2 separate regions of the Oryctolagus cuniculus genome follow, and region 1 is linked to region 2. Evidence: chromatin contacts called from public Micro-C data. All regions are on one chromosome and are shown on one strand. Each heading gives the region's core, a stretch centred on a gene start, on an enhancer-like site or on the middle of the called end of the contact. The rest is flanking DNA. Distances are from core to core; before and after follow the strand shown.

The links. Hi-C and Micro-C count contacts between places; a contact is called where the count stands out from the background.
Region 1: a contact with region 2 is called in a Micro-C map of ear pinna, with 9 times the contacts expected there. The contact joins the enhancer-like site here to the promoter of NRG4 in region 2. A contact is called at or near these places in 6 of 6 Hi-C or Micro-C datasets (ear pinna, embryonic fibroblasts, liver and 3 more).

What each region holds. Positions count from the first base shown.
Region 1 is chr12:106,788,144-106,791,975 of mOryCun1.1, reverse strand. All of the region lies in intron 3 of TMEM266 (transmembrane protein 266), which reads right to left. Among named protein-coding and RNA genes, the nearest start is that of TMEM266, 71 kb to the right of the region's middle. Within about 2 kb of position 1,880, at least 8 of the 8 cell types and tissues checked have an H3K27ac peak or open chromatin away from gene starts, as enhancers often do. A contact at or near this core is called in ear pinna, where this site is marked.
Region 2 is chr12:106,716,641-106,720,831 of mOryCun1.1, reverse strand. NRG4 (neuregulin 4) reads left to right here and starts at 1,790. Exons shown (of 10, transcript XR_011381085.1): 1 at 1,790-1,975. It overlaps TMEM266 (transmembrane protein 266), which reads right to left and starts at 1,680. Exons shown (of 11, transcript XM_051834575.2): 1 at 1,585-1,680.

The DNA of each region.
Region 1 (3,832 bases), core at 631-3,130, 71 kb before region 2:
GGAGGCAGGAGCTGACACTGTGCCCGGCCAGCTACACCTCGCGTGCCCGCTCCCCTGCCTGCTGTGGCCAGGGAGTGGCTCTCAGCCCTGTCTCGGTGACAGAGGTTCCAGCCCAACAGGGAAGGCAGTGCGGTGCAAGGCCCCCTGGCCCTCAGAGTCCCCAGTTCTGGGAACTTGGCTCATCCTGGGGACTGGCTGCAGTACCAGGCTGTCCTCTGTGCTGTGGCTACTCCCTACCCAGCCTCCTCTGGGTCCACCGTGGTTTAGCAACCCTGGGTGGTCCAAGGCCTGGTACCCAAGTGTTCCACGGATCAGGGGCCCCCATTCCATCCTGGACGTTAAACCTCAGCTTGCTTTGCCTGGGAGACCTGGGCTGGCATTTAAAGCCCCCCTCCCCTGCCTGCAGCCAGGGGTGGCCAGAAGCGCTCTGTCTGGCAGTCACGCCCACTGTGCCATGTGCTTGGAGCCTACTGGTACCTTACAGAGAAATACCTTATCTGTGAATTTACCGTCTTCTTAATCAATGCAAAGTCTTTGGGCTATTGCCAAACGGTCTAAGCTGGGCTTTCCAGGATTATTTTTTTTAAAAAATCTGAATTAAACTATTAGTCCCTGGTTGTGGCCCCGAGAATCCCAAGCTCACTAAAACACGGAGGGAGCCACGGGCAGGCTCAACGGAGGACCAGGGGCAACCGGTGTGGCATTTATGGTAGACAAACCTCACCGGCATCCAGAAAGTGGATTAACGAGGCTCTTTATTTATTTCATTTTTCTCCGTGGGTGGGGTATACGTCTCTTTCACCCAGTCCTGCCATTACTCCTGGGTGCAGATGTGGAGATAGGCCAGGGGCACTGAGTGGGGACGGAAGACTTCCTGGAGGCTGTGGGCTAGAAGCCAGGCAGTGCAGGGGCCGGGGGACAGTCTGAGCTGTGCATCACTAGGGCTCTGCCTCTGCCCCCAGCCTTGGCACCCAGCACGTCTACAGTCATTTCACTCCTCATTCAAGGCTGCTTGCCGTATCGTGTTTGCTGGAGTTTTCTAACCAGGTATCTTAAAAAAAAAAAAAATCCCAGAGCGCCTGCTTCTGCGGCCTCCCCCTGGTTAGTCGGTGTCCCCCGCGGGCGAGAGCGCCCACCCGGACCGGGATTCTGCGCCCTTGCCCGGAGGCCCGGCCTTCTTAGAACCCCGAGGAAGAACCGCACGCGGCGAGCTGAGGAGCGGTCAGCCCTGCGGTTGTTTCTTAAGATGCTGCCCCTCTTCCCACCAGAAGCTGGGGAGCCCCACCCCTCTAGTCACTGACGCGGGCCTGGGGGCCCTGCGGGGCACCTGCCGGTCCACCACTGCCGCCCCCAGCGCCAGCGTGCGGCCCGGGCTCAGACCCTGCACATCTGCGGGGCCCTCGGCGTGGCTGGTGGACAGAGGCGAATGTCCGCTCTCCTCGGCGTCGCTGGTGGACAGAGGCGAATGTCCACTCTGCAGCCTGCGTAGCCCCCCAGACTCCACGCCCCTCTGCTAACTGTGGGCGCTGTGCTCACCCAGAGCCAGTTCGCCCCTCACTTTCCCACCGTGCAATGGGGCGATGGAAGCCAAGGGGCTCGGGTGACGCAAGCATGACGTCATAGCATTGTCCCCCCACCACCACCTGGGGGGGGGACAACGGACGGACGCAGGTCCAATTGCCCGGGAGTGAAAGGAGCAAGGTGACAGACTTATTAGATCATTCCCAAACCAGTGACTAGAAAGGCTGACGGAAATCCAGATGTGGATGGAGACTTGGCTCTCTTAAAAGCGCACGGCCTGTGCGAGAGTCGCCATGGCCGCCCTAGCCCCGCCCCTCTGGGTGCAGCAATGCACTGTGGGAAATAAGACAGTTGAAGGACAGCCTGCTTGGCCTATGGATTTTCCCTTATCCCCTGTCATGTGACCCAATTCTAGCCAATGGGACACAAGGAAGGAGCTACTGGCGGCTTCTGCAAAAAGTTCTTTGTTATTCCCCGGAGGGGTGGCGGGGCCGCCATGCTGGCTGCCGGACATGAGTGAGGGGGGAGTGGCCTGCTGAGCGCGGCAACCCTCCCACACACCCCACAGACCCCGCGGGCTGGGCCTTGGGGGGCTCCAGGCCAGCCCCAGGTTCCCGGGGAGGAGGCGGTGCAGGGGAGAGACGGGTGGCGGCGGCGGCCGCGATGGCTGTGGGGGCCGGAGCGGCAGGACACGGAGCCGGCCTCGGGGTCACCCGTGCGCAGGACATGGCCGGCCCAGCCAGGGCTCACACCGGCCTCAGGGCCCCGTCTCCCTGCCGCTGCATGTGGGCCTCGCCACCGAAGGAGGGGGCGCTTGGTGGGGGCGGGGGGACGAGGAGGAGGAGGGAGCTGGCGGATGTACGCCAGTGCAGCCCCTCGCGTGGACCTGGTGTGGGCAGGACCGGCGCCACGGCCCGGGACAGCGTGGTTCAGAGTCGGGGTCAGCGCCGGCCGCGGGGGCTCCGCGGCACTAGCATTGCCGCCGTGGGCACCGCGGCCGCTGGACATGGACGGGAAGGAGCTGAGCGAGGGAGCGGGGGGAACAGGGCCTGCAGCCGTGGGCAGGCCGCAGGCTTGCTCGGTGGTCAGGGAGCCCAGGTCCGCGGGTGTCGCTCATTTTGGTGGCGACGGTTGGGGAGGCCTGGATGTGTCCATGGCCGGGGCCTTTTTGAGAAAAAGCCAGCTTGGTTTGGGGCATGGTGGGTTGAGATGGCGCCTCCCAGGGCTGATTTTAGCCGTGACTTGGGAGAGGAGTGCAGCCAGGATCCCTGAGAACAGGCCCGGGAGCCGGGAGTTGGGGAGATGTGGGTGAAGGAGGTGACTCTGAACGTGACCGGCTGAGATGTCGTGGGAATGGACGAAGCGCAAAGACGGAAAATGAAGAACCCTGGCATTCAAAGAATAAGAGGGAAAACAAATCCTAAAGGCTGTTGAAGACTCTCTCTGTCTCTCTCAAAGTTTAAACAAAATCACAGAAGGGGCATTGGCGCCGTGGTTAAAGCGCCTCCTTGGACACCCTACTGAGCGCCTGGCTTGGTGCCCCAGCCCAGTGCAGCTTCCTGCTATGGCGTAGCTTGGAGGCAGCCGCGCACTCCTGCGGGAGACCCAGGCGGAGTTCCGGGCTCCTGCAGGAGAGAGAGGCTCAGGAGGGGGCCTTGGGTAGAACAGGGGCTGCTTCCAGGGGAGGGAGCGGCTGTTGGTGTCAGATCGCCTCTGGCCGCGGTGGGCGAGAGGTGAGCCTTGCAAGAGGGTTGGGGCCAGCTCGCATGTGTGCCAGACCTGAGGGTCCAGCTGATGGAGGGAGGGTCCTGAGAGGGTGGTGGGAGGAGCTCGGAGCTCAGGACCTGGGCGGGGCCTGGCGGGAGCCCCTAATGGGGGGCTGCCTGCAGTCCGTCTGCCTCCCCACAACTTCTGGTTTTTAGCAGGAAGGAGCAGGGGGTCTCGTGGAGACCAGTGGCAGCTGAGGAAGAGAGGAGTAGGTGGAAACAGACGGCGAGGTGTTGGAGACAGGGTTCCCCACCCACGCCTGTGGTGTAGCCCGCGTGTTGGATCAGGGCTCCCCACCACGCCTATGGTGTAGCCCGCGTGTTGGATCAGGGCTTCCCACCCACGCCTGTGGTGTAGCCCGCGTGTTGGAGACAGGGCTCCCCACCACGCCTATGGTGTAGCCTGAGTTTGGGTGACTGCTCCTTCCTAGTCCCATCCTGCGCTTCCATGGCCAAGCGGGGAGATCAACTCAGTGGCACCCCAGTCCACTTCATGCCCCCTGGGGGTCCGCCATCGGAACCTGGCAGGCATTTGGTGCAGTGGT
Region 2 (4,191 bases), core at 541-3,040:
TGGTGCCACCTCAAAAAATTCCACGCAGACCCATTCTGAAGCAACAGTTTGGCTTCCTGGAAAGCCACACAACACTGCTGTAGAATCTGTGACATGGAAAAATCAGACCCCAGCTGATAGGCTCATGTGTCAGCTTGACCGGGAGGAAAAGGGAGATGGAGTGGCAGCCCCAGGTTGGAAGGTTACCCCTCCTCCCCCCAGGCTCCACGCTGCCCCTGGGAATCCGATGCACTTGACTTTGCATCCTCACCCTGCCCCTGGCCGCCGTGTGACCTTGGGAAAGTCAGGAAACCCAAGCCTGAGCCTCATCGTCAGCATGGAGACAGCGGGTAGGTTCCAAGGAACAAATGGAATCACGCACCAGCAGCGTTTAGGTCAGTACCTTGCACCATAAGCATTCAAGAAAGGTGTCCTCGTGATGGGACCTGGCACTACAGTGCAGCTGGCACATTCCGACACTGTGCGATAACCACTCTCATCCTCTGCTGCCAGCTCTTGGTAGCCCGTTCACCACAGTATTTTGGGGGAGGGGGCAGGGAGGTAAGCAGTTCTATAAATCCCACTTTCCCGACTGTGGCTCCAAAGCAAGGTGAAACGCCCCGGGGAAATAGGTAAGCGATTGGGTCTCGAGGCTGTGATGTTATAGGTGTACAGAATACACACAAATCATACAGTTTCAGTCTACAACAGACGAGGCACCGAATCAGAGGTTTTTACTTGCAAAGAAACGACAGCGAGGCAGCATGACCAAAGGTAGGCAGCCGGCAACCCATTAGGGCCTATCACTGTGCCAGCACTGGTGACTATGAAATAGGGATCGGTGGGCCTTCCTGGGGGTCTGCCTGCCAACAGGTGGCCAGCTTCAGTCAGTCACCTTCAGATGCAAAACTGGACCAAGTCGGAGGCTCCACCATCAAGAGAAGACAATTTTATGGGTTTGGGGCTCCCCAGCAAGTTGGCCGGCAAAGTGCTTGCTGTGGTTTGCACCTGTCTCCCGAAGGGAGGGTGAAAACCCACCCACCATCCTTGCCACACAGCCCATCGCACCGCTGGGGCGCCCCCCCCCCCCTTCCCGGGCCACCGGGAAGCCCACTAGGAAGTGGTCACGACCGACCAAGCCACAGATCCCCCGGGGTGTGGGATCTCCACCTCCACACCACGTCTGAAAGCCGAAAACAGGCGCCCGCTGGCCGCCCTGCAATGGGATTTCCCCCCCACCCCGCCCCCAGCTTGCATGTTTTATTAATAAGTGCAAGATGGCACACACAGGCAAAGAATGGGAGGTAAGGCATCTGCAGCTGGACCCGAACCAGGGCAGTTTGCAAAAATAAATAAGAAGCATGTGACAAGAAGCAGGTCCCCCCCCCCCGGGGGATGGAGCCCAAGCCCCGGGCTACCCCACGCACCCTCGCCTGGCGCACCCCCTCCCCGGCCAGCGGGGGATGAAGGTCAGCGGCAACATCCCAGTCCGCCCGGGCACGCAGCCCGAAAACCCTGCCCGGCCCCCACCCGCCTCCCGAGCCCCAGGACCCGGGCAGCGAGGCAGGGGAAGCCCCAGCCGCGGCCGGCGGCGAGGACACGTACCTGCTGCCTGCGCTCGGGATTCGCTCGGCTCGGCTCTGCAGCGGCGCCGGCCGCGGCTCGCGCTCCCGGGGCTCCCCCTCCGCCCCCCGCCCCCCCACCCCCGCCCTCTCGCGGCCCCGCCGCTCCCTCCGCCCCTCCGCCCACCGCGCTCGGGGGCGCGCGCGCGCGGCCTCGCGCAGGCGGCGCTCCCGGGCCCGTGCCTGCGCCTGCGCCCTGACCTCCCAGCGGCCGTGCGCGGCGCGCGCGCGCGCGTGTGCGTGTGTGACCCGAAGCCTGCGGAGCGGCCCCGCCGCTGTCTAGGAAACGGCGGCCTCGGCGGGAGCCCGGCAGGGGGCGGGGGGCCGCGGCTCGGCCGCCAGCGAGGCGGAACGCGGCGTGCGGGCTCCGCGCGGTGGGTGAGGGGGTCGCGGGACAGGGTCGGGGGCCCGCGAGTTGGAGTGGCGTGAGGAGAGGGGGTCGCTGAAGTGGACGCGGGCGGGGCGGAGGCGCAACAAGTGCTGAGGCCGAGGCGGGGGCTCCCCGCAGGGAAGCGGGGGGTCCCCTCAGGGAAGCGGGGAACACCACGCCGGGGGTTCTGCGGGCCGCGAGCGGAGCCTCGGGTGGCGCGGTGCTTCGCTTTGCGGTTCGCAGAGTGCGGGGTCGCGGTCCTGGGAGGGCGCGGGTGCAGGCCACTGAGGGGAGCCCGGCGCAGTGGGAGCCCCGGACCCCCGCCCCCGGGAGACGAGCCCCCGCCGGTGCCCTCCTGCGAAGGCTGCAGGTCAGCCCCGCGTGGGGCAGTGCCCCTCTCTATTCCTTCTTCCTCCTTCCGCCTTGTTAGACGCCCTGCAGCCTCCCCGTTGGAATCCACGCTGTGCCGCCCCCAGGACTGCAGAGGGGCCAGCGCCTTGCACCTGCGTAGTTCACCTGTGGGAATGCTTGCTCCCGGGGGGCCCGTGGTTCCCTAATTAGGGGGTGGGGTTAGTGGAGTCCCCTGAGTCATCGATGCACCTACAAATATTCTCTGTAGGTTAAAAAAATGTCCTCACGCATACAGGTTTGTCGCAGAATAAGTAATCATTTAACCTGGGCAGACGGAGGTGCTCTGAAATTGAAATAGATGTTCCATCAGAAACGAGCTACCTTTGCTTGTATGCGTCGGTACTTGAAAAGGTTCTTGGAACTAGAACTAAGAAAATTTTTTTTGATGCAAGAAAATTGAAACATGCTTAAGAGAGGTGTTCAAGAGGTTCATGGGAAATATGTGTTACAAAAAAAAAATGCTTGGATTTCAAAAATGTGTTTTGCATGAAAGTAAACTTTTCATTTGGTTTTCCCCCATAGTTTTTGAAGTACCCTCGGCCAGTTATAAAGAAATCAGTTCCGCTGTGCTCAGTGATATGGCTCATTATTTGTGAAAGTAGATGTAACAGTCTCATGGGCAGGTTAAAATGCGTGTAGTTACATAGCGGGAGAAGACAACGCATATGAGTGCAGCTGGAAGAGAATAATCTGTTTTTTAGGAAGGAGGAACAGTAAAGAGGAAAGCAAAGGAAGAGGTTTTTTTCCCCTACATTTTTGGAAGAAAGAAGCAGGGATTGTAAAGGAAAAAAGTGAGGATGGGTTAAGAAAACTGAGCACTGGCTGGGTGGCATTGGGGGGTGTCGTTTTGACAGGTGAGAGCAACATTTCAGCTACTTTTTTTTTTTAAAGATTTGTTTAATTTATTTTAGAGCTACAGACAGAGGAGAGACAGAGAGGTCTTCCATCTGTGATTCACTCCCCAAGTGGCCACAACAGCCGGAGATGCACCGATCAGGAGCCAGGAGCTTCTTCCAGGTCTCCTGCATTGGTGCAGGGGCCTAAGGACTTAGACCATCTTCTGCTTTCCCAGGCCATTAGCAGGGAGCTGGGTCGGAAGTGGAGCAGCCATATGGAATGTTGACACCTCGGGCGAAGGCTTAACCTACGACGCCACAATGCTGGCTCCGTTTTGGCTACTTGACTTGATGTAGAAAAAGCATTGGCGTCACTTGTTTCAACTTCTCAACTTCATTTTTGCCCACTTAGCAAAACTCTGTGTAAGGGTTGACTAAAGCCACTAGAACACATCCAGTTACAATGCCTTCGAGTTGAATAGGGCAAGTGTTCTGAGACTTGCTGAGAAAAATCGGAGGACCACTCTAGTTTACCTCGAATCTTTGTGCTCTGATAGAATTTTTTATTTTTTTAATTCTGGGGCATGCTACCACAAAGGAACATTTTTTTTTTTTTTATGATGGCTGTCTATAAAGACCCTGAGGAGAGAAATCTTTGTGAGAATTACATGCTAATATTGTCTACCTATTTATTTTAAGTATGCTGCTTATTTTCTTTTTTGGGTAATCTGAGCTCATGAAAAGTGTAGCTGCAACCATTCCATGTTGTGGTACTAAGTAAAAAAAAAAAATCCACAGATATGTGTGATTTGTTAGCTCTGTGCTGCTCCCTGGTGGTGTCCTATGGCACAGCACATGCTGGAACTAAAATCTTTCCTCTTGGTAATTTCTTCATTCTTGAAGAATGAAGGTGCCATTGGGTTTTCTCAAAACCTGTCCTGCTCTGGTTTCCTAATGTCCTAAGGCCTAACAG